3 separate regions of the Mus musculus genome follow, and regions 2 and 3 are each linked to region 1. A link is a contact called in public Hi-C and promoter capture Hi-C data. All regions are on one chromosome and are shown on one strand. Each heading gives the region's core, a stretch centred on a gene start, on an enhancer-like site or on the middle of the called end of the contact. The rest is flanking DNA. Distances are from core to core; before and after follow the strand shown.

Evidence for each region. Promoter capture Hi-C pulls out the DNA fragments that hold promoters and counts their contacts. A called contact is a pair of places that touch in the nucleus more often than the background predicts.
Region 2: a contact with region 1 is called in a promoter capture Hi-C map of liver, with 2.3 times the contacts expected there. The contact joins the promoter of Osgin1 here to the promoter of Zdhhc7 in region 1. A contact is called at or near these places in 7 of 39 promoter capture datasets (cranial neural crest, hippocampal neurons, liver and 3 more), 3 of 484 Hi-C or Micro-C datasets (CD4 T cells, bone marrow-derived macrophages and liver), 4 of 115 datasets of contacts at active chromatin or transcription factors (the 230-238 cell line, T-cell acute lymphoblastic leukemia, memory CD8 T cells and 1 more) and 1 of 9 other capture datasets (liver).
Region 3: a contact with region 1 is called in a Hi-C map of regulatory T cells, with 6 times the contacts expected there. The contact joins the promoter of Mbtps1 here to the promoter of Zdhhc7 in region 1. A contact is called at or near these places in 4 of 39 promoter capture datasets (cranial neural crest, hippocampal neurons, liver and 1 more), 3 of 484 Hi-C or Micro-C datasets (CD4 T cells, myocytes and regulatory T cells), 1 of 115 datasets of contacts at active chromatin or transcription factors (memory CD8 T cells) and 1 of 9 other capture datasets (adipose tissue).

The regions. Positions count from the first base shown.
Region 1 is chr8:120,099,495-120,103,680 of GRCm38.p6, reverse strand. It overlaps Zdhhc7 (zinc finger, DHHC domain containing 7), which reads left to right and starts at 2,209. Exons shown (of 8, transcript NM_133967.3): 1 at 2,209-2,589.
Region 2 is chr8:119,434,830-119,439,015 of GRCm38.p6, reverse strand. Osgin1 (oxidative stress induced growth inhibitor 1) reads right to left here and starts at 1,869. Exons shown (of 6, transcript NM_027950.2): 1 at 1,723-1,869.
Region 3 is chr8:119,556,861-119,561,046 of GRCm38.p6, reverse strand. It overlaps Mbtps1 (membrane-bound transcription factor peptidase, site 1), which reads left to right and starts at 2,286. Exons shown (of 23, transcript NM_001167910.1): 1 at 2,286-2,401.

The DNA.
Region 1 (4,186 bases), core at 960-3,459:
CCTTGAACTTCTGATCTTCCCACCTTCACTTTCCAAGCGTTGAAACTACAAGCATGAGTTATCATGACCACTACCAAGGTTATTCAGTACAGGGGATGGAACCCCAGGCTTCATGGTAAGTCTGAGGCTAACCCGGGCTATATGAGATCCTGCCTCAAAATAACTAATTACATAAGTTAATGTTAAGTAAAATACATGAGCTGGTAACTTAAAAAAATTTTTTTAATTTTATGTATATGAGTGTTTTGCACACATGTATGTATGTATGTATGTATGAATGTGCAGCATGCGCCTCCAAGGTCAGAGGAGGGCATCATGTCCCCTGGAACTGTAGCTCAGATAGTTGTGAGCTATTGTGTGAGTATTGGGAACCATACATGGGTCCTCTGCAAAAGCAGCAAGTGCTATTAATTACAGAGCCACCTCTCCAGCCATCTCCAAGTCAAGCTTATATTTTATTCTTGTGTGTGTGTGTATGTGTGTGTGTGTGCATTTGTATGTCTGCCTGGGTACTCCAAGGCCAGAGGTCCTCAAGGGATGGGGGATTTTTCAAGACAGGGTCTCTTGCTGAGTAAGGTGCTTTTATTATTTAGCTAAGCTAGATCCGCACAAACAATCTGACCGTGAGTGTGCACAATTTATTTCCTGTTTTTAACATCCTGTTTGTGTTGTCTTGAGGAAAACACACTGTCTCTGGAGGCAATACTGCCTTTATCAATCTTGCTGGTTTCTTAACTCTCAGCGAGCAAGAAAGGTCAGGGTGAGGGCTTTTTTCTGTTCCCAGGGTCCTTGAAGTCCCTGTCTTTCTATTCTGCCTCAATTCCATTCAGGTCCGCCTCAGTGAACTGCTAAGCTCATCGGGGTTACCTACAAGTGCATGGCTATTTAGAGGTGTATGGGTAACTGAGGCATTGCCAACACTGAGAAGTCCACCCTAGCATGGGAAAACATGCTCATGACACAGCCTGCAAGGCTCCAGAAAGTCTCCTCTAACCAGCAACAGTGTACTCCTTACATGATCCACAAGACCTCCCGGGTCTTATGGGTGTCCTGAGCCCCGCTTTCCATCCTGAGGAAATAGCTACCTAGGGCAGGCCAAACAAGAGGCACCTGAAAGGTTGGTACCATAGTGAGTATATGGATGCACAAGACGTAACCACAAAAGGGGCTACAGAGCCTGCGAGTCTGCTTAGAGGTGGTCCTTCCAGAAAACCTAGGTTTGGTTTCTTAGCACCCATAAGCCAACTCAAAACTGCTTACGCCAGTTCCAGGGTATCTAAATGCCCTCCTCGAGCATGCACGTGGTACACAGATATATATATGCGGGCAGAACACCCACAGACATAAGAATTAAAGAAAGAATTAAATAAGATTAAAAAGATGTAACCATAATTTTTCAAACCCAAAAGATGCTTTTTTTTTTTTCAAGATGGCATTACTATATAGTCTAGAGTGGTCTCGAACTCCGAATCCTCCTGCCTCAGCCTCCTGAGTGCTGGGACTTAGGCGTGCACTTCCATGCCTAAACTTAAAAGCTGTAATTTTGGAGCAGTTAATCTAATGCACCCTTATTTCCAAAAATCTGGCTCGAATAGCAGTTTCTGGGCGCGGGGACAGGAAACCCAGCGAAGATGGCGTGCGTACCCCAATGGGCTAGATCCCGGAGCTGTCATTATAGCCCTTTTTAGTATCACAGCACACCTTGCGTTTGCCAGTTTAACTACCAAACACTTCTCTGCCCTGGACAAATTGTGCTAAGTCTGTCAGGGGACTCAAGAGGCAGGGGACGGGTGAAGGTTATAAAAACACTCGTTTCTACCTCCGCAAAACTCTGGCCGGTCATCAGGAAGGGGTCGCAGCGACGCTCCAGCGACCTGGGCATGGAGGTGTGCAAGCCTGGACCCAGGAGTCCCATCTCCGGTCCAGGGCGCTGCCTCGGGCTCCCAAACGCCCTCTGGCTCAGTTGCTTCCACCCCCGCGCCTCTATCCTTCATCTCCGTAGTTCTCCCTCCTCCACCTGGCACCGACATCCTTAAAAAGAGAATCGGAGTCGCCACAAACTTCATCTATGTATGGTGCGGCGGGAAGCCTTATCGAGTGCTCTCGAACGGCAACGCGGCGTGGCCCTCGCGGCGCCCCGTAGGCACTGATTTCTCTTCCGGGCCACCCTTCCCGGGGGATCTCCGTTTAGTAGTCTTGCCGTAGATGCTGCTGCCTCTCCTCCAAGAACCGCCGAGTTCTTGGAAGCCCGGTCTTGGATGAAATCGCCAGAGCCTCCCCGCGATCCGCCTCCCGGAAGCCCCGGGCGGCGCGACCGGAAGGACGCAGGCGCAGCGTCTTGACCTCGGCCTGGTCCAGTTCCGGGGTCGTTCGGCTCGGCTGTGCCAGTTCGGCGTCGGGCTCCCGCTTCTGCTGGGGCTGCTGCCTCTCGCCCACCGGCCCGGCCGGCCCGAGCAGCGCGGAACCGAGCCGGATCCGGGTCCACCCGGCCCGGCCATGAGCGCTGCCGCATGATGCGTCGCCGCCCGCGCCGTTGCAGCCGCCGGCCACCAGGAGCCTCAGCACTGGGCGACCCCGCCCGGGCCTCGGGTGAGTGCGGGGAGAGCGGCGGCCGCGACCCCGGGCGGCTCCCCGCCGCCTCCGCGCTGCGGTCCCCTCGGGGGCTCTCCAGTCTCCTCTGCGGACCCCGCAGGATCGAGCCCCATTTGCACCTGCAGCCTTTTGCCTGACCTTGGGCGCTCCAGAGCTAACGTCAGGGTGGCTGTCATAAAGTGCTGTCACCGGTCTGCGAGCTGTCAAGTTTTTTTATGGTCATGCTTCGTCGCAGGTCTGTCTTCCCAAGGCCTCTGTTGTCTCTCTTTAGCGGGACTCTTCTGTTCTTTGCCGGTCTCCCTTCTCTTCCCCCCTGCCCCTGGCCATGGTGTTAGGAGGGTAGTTACCCGGAAGGGCATCTGGGATAATCGGGTCAGCTTTCAGGGCAATAAGGTTCAACTCTATTGAGCTGTCATTATTTCTAGAACTAAGTCCCTTCTAGCTATTAAATAGGCACATTTTATTAGCTCGTGAACAGCCAGTTTATTGTGGCAATTAAATTGGAGTAGTCATAGTTGCAGCAGTCTGCACTGTAGCGGCTTTCACTGGTGTGTGTGGCGCTGTCCAAATCCAAGCTACAGTCTGCTTTGCAATCAGTCCCCTTAGTGAGGGAGTACACTTGTGTTTATTTTACTGCCTTGGGAGAGAGGTCATTTATATTTCTTGGTAAATCTGCCCAGCACACCACTCTGATCTTTCCAAAGTTGTTTATAACTTTCACTTAATTCATGCTACATTTAGAAACAACAACAAAAAAAGATACCTTGTGATACTTGCCCCTGCAGAAGTGGTTAAAGAGAAAGGTTCTTGGAGGTATTTTACAAAATGGGCTAATGGGAGTGTTAATTTCATTTTTTGAACGTTGCACAAAATAGACAGGTTGGGGGTGTTGAAACTGTGTTGTGTACTCTGTGGAGTTACTGGTAAGGAGTTACTGGCTTCTGGGCTGAGAGTGGGAAAAAGTGAAGAGATAATTTCACTCAGAATTTGTTCAACAGCACTTGACTCTTGAGTGTCTGGGCGCTTGGTCGGTTGATATACTTAAAAATAAAACTCTAAGCTGGATGTAATGGGTGCACACCTTTAATCCCAGCATTTGGGAGGCAGAGACAGGAGGATTTCTGAGTTCAAGGCCAGCCTGTTCTACAGAGTGAGTTCCAGGACAGTGAGGGCAACACAGAGAAACCATGTCTCAAAACAACAACAACAAACAAACAAATTAGAACTCTGTGGCTTTGCTGCTCATCATGCCTTAAAATCAAGCCCTTTTTAAGAATGGAAGAGAAGGCAGGTATAGCCCCAGCATCCAAGAGGTAGAGGTGAGAGGATTGAAAGTTCGGACCTACCCCAAGCAAAGCAAAACAAGATGGGAAAGGACCCAAGCTAATGGGGTGGTCCTCAGTTCAGAAGTGTATGTGAAGTGAAAGGACAGGCAAGATTGTGTACTCTCATTGAAATTATTACTTTCTCACTTGAGTGTCAGTGATATAAGACAGTATGATTGCTCTTTCTTCACCTGCGGAAAGGAGACGAAGTCAGTCCCTACAAAAGGGACCTCTTGGGTGCATTGGAAGTGGTTTTTCATCACCCCAGA
Region 2 (4,186 bases), core at 620-3,119, 660 kb after region 1:
GCTGCTTGCTGGGTACCATACACATGAGGTCACCGCCAAGCCTGACCACCCCCCAGAAGTCACACGCCCCCAAGCTGTTCACCCTCACAACCACCCACAAGTACCTGCTACTAGTTTATAAGGCAAAACGGCTTCTTCCAACCTGCAGTTCCACCCAGGGGCCTCAGTTTGTAGAATTGGGGTAAGCTGCTCATTTTGTTTAAGACAGGGTCTCATGTAGTCCAGGCTGGCTTGAAACTAGAATAAGCCTTGGCAGGCCTTGAACTGCTGACCCTCCTGCCTGCACCTCCCAACCACTCATATTACAAGAGAAAGCTGCCACCACCTCCAGGCTAGAATAACCAGTTTTTAAAAGTACTGGCATATTTCGGAGTCTCTCTGGTTGGGCAATGCTGATAGAAAAAAAAAATAACGTTCTCAAGTTGTTGATTTAAGGGGCCAGGGAGATGGCTCCGTGGGTAAAGTGCTTGCCTAACCGTGAGGAACTGAGTTCAGATTCTCCACACTCCTGTCAAAAGCAGATGTCTGTAATCCTAGGTCTGGAGAGACAAACACAGGAGGGCCCCTGGAGATCACCCGCCAGAGAGCTGAATGACAGGCTCCAGGTTCAGTCCAGGAGAGGGAAGCCTGGAGGGAAGTGGCCCTGCAGGTAACTTGTTGTACAAGGGCAGTGACTTATGGGCAGGCAGCACTCACATAAAGATGGAAGGAGAAAGCTGACCCCTGACCCCTGACTCCTGGCGGGGGGGGGGGGGAGGGGTGGCTGTCTGATTTCTACACGTGTTCTTGTGCTCTCTCTAGCAATAATAATAATAATGATAGTGATAATAGAATGAAAAAGAAGGTGTGGACAGTGACTGAGGAAGACGCTAGCCATCGACCTCTGACCCCACAGGTATGAGCACATAAAAAATGAGTTTCTCAGAAGTGGCGATAGTTGCCCTGGTGTAACACTGCAGACATTTCTAAGGTTATGAAATCGTCATGCCAGGGAGGGCTGGGAACCATATACCATTTGTCTCTAAAAATGCCACCACCACCCCCAAGAGCTGGGGGTTTCTTATCCCCACTTCATGAATGAAACTGAGGTTGGGGAAAATGGAAGGGGAGGGGACATCTCGTCTAGGTCCTAGACAGCCTCGTTTGGGATCCTTTCCCCTCCATTCCCAAATAAAGCAACAGGTAGCAGTGACAGCTGCTAGTGACACAAAGCCCTGGGGCAGGAGGAAGTGTGCAGTCAGCCAAGTGTTACCTGGCCTTAGTCACAGTGAACCCTCGTTCCAAGTGCCTGCTCCACCTGGGCCCAAGGGTGCCTGATGGCCCAACCTCCACGGTCCACCACTTTCTCCACCGCACCTTCCGTAAACCGAGTACCCAGGAACCCTCGGCTGTGCTTGTCTGAGCCTGGTACCTAGGACCCACTGGAGCACCTCGCCAGGCTGGAGACACAGTGGCCATTGGTGCCTCGAAGGAGCAAGGCTACCCATGCTCCTTCCTGCCGGAACAGCTATTTCACGAGTTAGGATTAGGCTGCTAAGCCAGGGGCCGCTGGGGGAGAGTGTCCCAGACACTTAACCATGGCCATCGCTGGAGGTGCAGGGAGGACTCCCAGAGTCCTCCTCAGGACCAGTCAGTGTACACCCCGGCTTTCCTGACCCCCGTCTGCCCACCCTTGCCCCATAGCTATTGTTTCCCACCCACAGCCTTGCCCGGACCACTCACCTGATGGATGGTAGATAGCTGGAGGGAGCTGGTGAGCCTGGGTTGTCTGGACACTCAGAGGAACTTGGTCACACGGTGAGAGACTTTGTCACGGTGCCCTGCTGCAAGAACAGGATGCCCATTAGCCCTGGGGATCCCAGAGGCTGTGCGAGGCCCAAGGCTAGCAGGGGTATTTCACAGCGGGGCAGGGAGGAGGCGGAGGCAGGGGCGGGACCAGGAAAATCACTTTCATAAGCGTGAGTCAGCAGGGGCCCCTGGGTGAATGAACTTGGCCCTGGCCAGTCTTAAAGGGCCCCTGCTGGCCAGTTCCTCCCTTCCCGGGTTCAGTTTGAAGGAGGAACTAGGGAATCTTGAAAGAGACCACTAGGTCTCTTCCTTACCAGTGAGTGGTAGGCTTCTGAGAAATAGCTGGCCAGCTGGCTTCTGAACTCCAGAAAGCTCTGATCTTCCACTCACTTCCCACCCCAGCGTGTGGGGAGAGGGGACACGGGTGTGTGCAGAAAAAACCCTCAGTCACTGGTCAACCCCGACAACTCCCACTCAGCGACTTCCTGGTTGGAGACTCTGAACAAACCTCAGTTTCCCCATCTGAAAAGTGGGGTTGAGTTGGACTCCCTCATGTGTGCGTGCATGCGCATGTGAGTGTGTGTCCGTCCTCCCTGGTCCTTATAGACTTCTCTTCCTGTAGGGGGTCACGCCAGTCTGCTGGCCGGTTCTTGTGGTCCGTGAACGGAAGCTGGGTCCTAGGGAGACATCCCTTACTGCACACTGGGTCTGGAATAGCGCTTTTCCATATGGAGCCTTGGCTCAAGAGAAGGAAGTTGGGCAGTGGTTTAGGTCGGTGCACTCACCTTGGTGGCCATTGTTCCTGTCCTGATCAGCTGTCACTCTACCACCAGGACCAGAACTGGGGAGGGGCGGTGGGGGGGGAGTGTCAGGCTCTCACTCTAAGTACCCAAGAGACTACTCAGCGATTAAGAGCACTGGCTGCTCTTCCAGAGATTCTGAGTTCAATTCTCAGCAACCACATGGTGGCTCACAACCATCTGTAATGGGATTTGATGCCCTCTTCTGGTATGTCTGAAGACAGAACACTCATATATATTACATAAACAATTCTTTAAAAAAAAAAAAGGAACTCATTAAACAAAGTGACACTTTGGTACAATTTTCTAAAGAAAAAAAATTAAGTAAAGAATACAAATTCCAGAAAAAGAAAACTTCAGAGTTGTAAAGAAAGACGGGGTCCTTGGGCCCACCTCGTGGAACATCCTTCGGCTGCAAGAGTCTTGGCTGCTAGCACAGCATTTTGATTTAAAAAATGATATTTTGTTTTTCTTGGATTAAAAGAATGATTATTCAAAATACCGCATATAGGTTTTGGGGAATAGATCAGTAGAACCTGTGCCTAGCATTGCATGAGACCCTAGGTTGAAGGCCAAGTACCATTGTGCACTGATATGTTCAAACCCTGGGCTCGGGGCTGGGAGATGGCTCAGTGGAGAACACTTGCCCAACATGCTCAAAGCCCTGGCTTCAGTCCCCAGGACTGCTAAACACACGGAACCCCTGAGCCCTAGTCTGTGCCAGCAGTCTCAATGGGAGAGTCTGTTCCCCGGGGAGTACCTAGTGCACCATAAACTGGCGGAGGGGCACATCCTGCAGGGGTGGGTGAAGAGGGACGCCATCCTGGGGTGAGTAGTTAGGAGGCAGAGTGGGCAAGGCTGGCTGCTGACCTGGGTTTAAGGGAAAGGTCAGGCACGGCTCAAGGATCTGGTCCTAGAAGCTACTGCTCCCCTGGGGGATCCTGGGCTGCAATTTTTGCTTAGGGCTTTGTGGTCAGAATCTTGGTTTAATGCTCTGGTGTCTCCTTAACATTCTTGGTCATTTCTTTTAAAACAAGGACCATGCATTCTGCATGTCCCTTTTCCACTAGGCTGGGCAGCTTTCCCTAGCCTGAATGGGAGCTGCCTTGGGTTTAGCTCTTCTGCTGAGACACTCCCTTTAGTGCTGAGGTACCCTTAGAGGCTTCGTTTAAGCCCGGGCTCGGTAACAGAAACTTCAGAGATCCCTGCTACAGGCTGCTGCTCTCTGCGGGTGTGTTTTTGAGACCTGGGGTGAGACCCTCTGTGGACATCTATGGTCTTAAAGTGTCCTTCCCACACATCAGGCCTGGAGTGGGGCTCTGAACTCAGGAGGGGAGATCCTGAGCGCTGGAGCGTGGTTGCAGGGCATAGGCGGGTCTGGCTGCACCCTGTCCCCATTGTCACCCATGTATGCTTTCACATCCCACAGTGCTTGGTGGCAACCTACCCATGCTTTTGGATATGTAAACTGAGCCAGAGAGAGCATGAACCCAGGGCCAGCGACTTCTGCTTTGGAGGCTCAGCTGTTCAGGGGGAAACTGGAGGAGGCCAGGGACCAGGCCTGGAAAGCCAGGAAGGAGGGACTGGCCTTTCTCCCG
Region 3 (4,186 bases), core at 1,037-3,536, 540 kb after region 1:
ACTGAGTCATCATCTCTCCAGACCCCTTTTATTGGTCTATTTTTTTTTGGTATTTATTCATCTATGTGAGTGTCTGCCACATGTGCAGAAGAGAGTCAGAGATCCCTGCAGTTCCAGGTGGTCGTGAGCTACCTGAGGGAGTTCTGGGAACTGCACTTATTAGGTCTTCTGGAAGAGCAGTAAGTGCCCTTAACCACTGAACTAAACCTCTCTAGCCCCCATCAGCCATTTTCATTTTGCTTACTTCCGTGATGTAAAACCTCTCCCTGTTTGGGAACCGGAGGATTGGTGATGGTTCCTCAGTCTTGATGACCTCTGCCCTCAGCCTCTGCTCCTCTCTACCCACAGTGAGCTTGGCACAGTCCCTGACTCAGGACTGACCATGCCTCCTATGTGCTTTGAGTTTTGATGTGTTTGTGGACAGTGACAGCAAGCCTCCCTCTGGCAGCCCCGTGGTCACATGGTTACTACAGAGTTATCCCTTGATGTCTGAGGGGAGCAGTTCTGGGAGCCCCATGATCAACAAAATCTACAGATGCTTAAGTCCCCTGGATCAAACGAAATAGCATTTGTATGTGACTGCACGGGTCCTCTGTACACTGAGGTCCTCCCTATATAACACACATCGCTACAGAACCACGGTGATAAAATTCCTAAGTTTGGTTGTTTGAAGTGGGAGATTTACAACGGAAAGTAATTGCTCTAGTTATTCTGAGACAGCCCCTAGGCAGCTGTTAGCCAGGGTCAGCATGTGCGCTTGGCAGAATATTGCTCTTCCTGATACGAGAACCTGGACTTAATGAGGACCGGGATTCAATGGTGTTGTGACCCAGTACCCGCTTTGAACTTTCTAACAGAGGCATGGTCTTTGATACGGGAGTGTTCCTAATGGCCGGGGGTGTCTCCATTTGTCCTGTCCCTAATCAGTGGTGATCTTAACAGAAACCCAGAAAACCAAAACTTTAATTACATTTGTGGTAAAGCCATCTCTTTCCTACAGTCTGGTTAGTCCACTACTCAGCTCTGAGCACTCCTTTAGCTAAAGTCTACTGTATGCAGGCTTAATGGGTCCTTTATGACATCAACTTATTGCTCCCAGCTTCTCCTGAGCCAGCAAGGGTCTTCTAATTACTGGGCTTCAGGCATCTGAAGGACAGAAGACCTTGGGGAGAGTGTGGCGAATCAGCAGGGAGACATCAGGCCAAGAGCAAGATTCAAGTCTCAGGGCAGAGAGTGGGCAGGCAATGGGGTTGCCACAGCGAGTTTCCGGAATGATGGGTTATCCATAGGATTCTGGAACCTGGGAATAAATGCGGTCTATCCTTTTCAATGTGTGGGGCTACTGTCTCAGAACCGCCCTTTTAAAATCTCGTTTGTATGTCTGTGTAGGATTATGTATAGGCGTGCAGGTGCCCTCAGAGGCCAAAAACCTGATCCCTCCGAAGCTGAAGTTACAGTGAGCAGGTTCTGGGATGGAAACTTGGCTCCTATACAAGAGTACTGTCCCCTCTTACATGCACTCTTCTGACTGAACACCTGAGGGAAAACACAAGAGTGCTGCACAAGGTCCCCTCCATACCCTGACCTAAATCCTGGGTCCGGATCCCCTTTTCTTGAGTTTGCTCGGCTGGAGGTCCCAATGCAAAACCCAGTTTCCATACCAGGTTTGGCAGCCAAGGTGAGCTTATGAGCCTAGGACTCAGGGTTTGTCTCCTCCATCCTGTTTGCTTCAGTCACAGTCCCCGAGCACACTTAGGTTGTGCCAGGGCCAAGAGTGATCGATCCAGCTCAGTACTAAGGCTGAGAATGGGCCCGTTCTACAGGTGGCTAAATTGCTCAAGTGCGTTTTACCAGACGAAATTCACCTTGATCCTGTTTGTTCCAAATGGTAAATAGTTGGTGTTACAAACGTCCTGTTTCTCAAGATGCTGATGCACCCTCCTGGCAGCAGTAATAAACTGGGGCCATGGGAGTAGTTCAGGAGAACACATAGATTGGATAGGCGCCGTCCCACTTCAGCCGCGCAAAGGTGCTCGCACCCTTCCTGAGTTTCCAGGCCAGGAAACCTGGAGAAACCTAAACCACCAGGGTTCCCTATATATACCCAGAGAGGGCGATTTGGCCTCGCCCTCGGCTCCGCCCCTTCCCGACCCCTCCCCCAAGACCGCAAATGTCGCGAGAGCTCCGCACAGCCTCTCGCCTCGGTGCCGGGCCGTCAGGAGCGCGCACGCAGGTCGCGGGCGCGCAGAGCACGCCGGGCCGTCGTAACCCCCCCACGCCCCAGCGGCGTGGTCTCGCGAGACTTGCGAGTAAACATCCCCCGAATGGAGACCCGAGGCGTGTTCGCGGCGGAGCCGCCGTTCTCCCGGGTCCGCCGACCCCGAGCCTGAGGCGGACGCAGGTACGTTTGCCGGCGGCGGCCGAGAGCCGGACGCGCCCTAGGCTCAGCCGTCCGCTGCCCGCGCGGGGGCCGCCGGCTACCGCAGCTGCTTCCCCAGAAATTGGCCCGGAGCGGCGGCGGCGGCTGCGGCGGCCTGGCCTGCGCCTGCGCGCCGCGGTGCGCAAGCGCCGTTCGCCTCCGCAGGGCCCTGCGGTCGCGAGCCCCGGGGAACCGAGCTGCAGCTCAGTGCACATCGCGGCTCGGACTCGCATTTGCTGTAGGTGTTTTTGAGTGGCGCTTTGAAGGGACGGGAGGAGCACTTGAAGATTTCATTCTGGGATCAGCCTCGCTAGCAACCCCTAGGTTTGGAGGCGAATGAAAAAGCCGGACAGAGAAAAGCATAAAAATCTGCAAAACTAGTCGGGGGGGGAAAAAGTTAATATTTAAGACAAGGTCTGAGTAGCTCAAGCTGGCTTTGAACTCCTGATCCTCACGTCTCTGCCTGGCGCTGGGATTAAAGACGTACAGCGCCACACCACTTACCGTTATTTTTTAAACGCAAGACCGTGATTTCTATAAAGTGTCCTATGTATCACAGGGTCACTTGTATTAAGTGGTCCCGCCCTGTGACTTTGTGTCATCTTGCGGAGCAGTTCAGTCGGCACCACAGCCCGCTTTGAGAACCACTCCCCAGACTCCCGGTACCCTGCTGTGGTTAGAACCGATTTTTAGTCTGCTATTTTAGTCACCGATGGACCTGTCTCCTTAGGTTTGCTTTTTGGGAATAGTGGGTCAAGAGTCGCATGTGGCCTTTGGTGTCTTGTTTCCAGAATTCATCTATGTTGTTGCATAAACCAGTACCTTTTTTTATGGTTGTAGCGTAAGTCAGTATTTCATCTTTTACGGCTGAATGATAGTCCGTTGTTTAATAGCCCACAGTTACCCCTATTCATGTGGAATACCTTTTGCCAAGGTCTTATCTTGCAGTATGTGACACATTTGGCCACAGAGCTAATTTTTTGTGGACTTTTTGGTTTTTGTTTTTGTTTTGAGTGTAAGGGTGAAGTGGCTACTGGAACCTGCACTTTTGCTCATTAGGACTCTCCTGCAGTCTCTAAACACCCCTTATAACCAACAATTTGCTGTTACTATCTAAAAAGTGATGCGGTGTTGGCAGGCCTCCCCCTCGCCCCTCGGGAATGAAGGAGCATGTTTTCTGGTCAGATCTTGTTCATTCTTGGTGCTGTCATATGCTTTATTCTCTGACTCAGTTCTCTCTCCGATGGTCGGCAATCTTTGGACTAGGAGGACCAAAAGGGAAGTCTGTGTGTGTGTGTGTGTGTGTGTGTGTGTGTGTGTGCGCGCGCTTCCTTGATCACACTCCACCTGATTTTTTTTTTTTTTTTTTTTGAGACAGGGACTCAGTGATTCTGGAGCCTCTGATTGAGTGAGACTAAGGGGCCACTGTGTCCCAGGGGCAGTCTACCTCAGCTTTCTGTGTGAGTTTTGGGGACTTAATTCAAGTCCTCGTGCTCCATGGATCATCTTCCCAGCTCCTCTAAGGAATCTCTTCAGTGATTTCTTTTGAGGAGAAAGTTGTATATGATTAGCAATTTCTTTTTTTCCCTAAAGTGAGTTATGTTCATTTCAATGTTCATTGGTGCTTTGCCTGCCTGTATATGTATGTGAGGGTGTTGGGTCCCCTGGAACTGCAGTTACAGACAGTTCTAAGCTGCCACATGGGTGCAAGGGATCAAACCTGGGTCTTCTGGAAGAGCAGCCAGTGTTCTTAACTACTGAGCCATG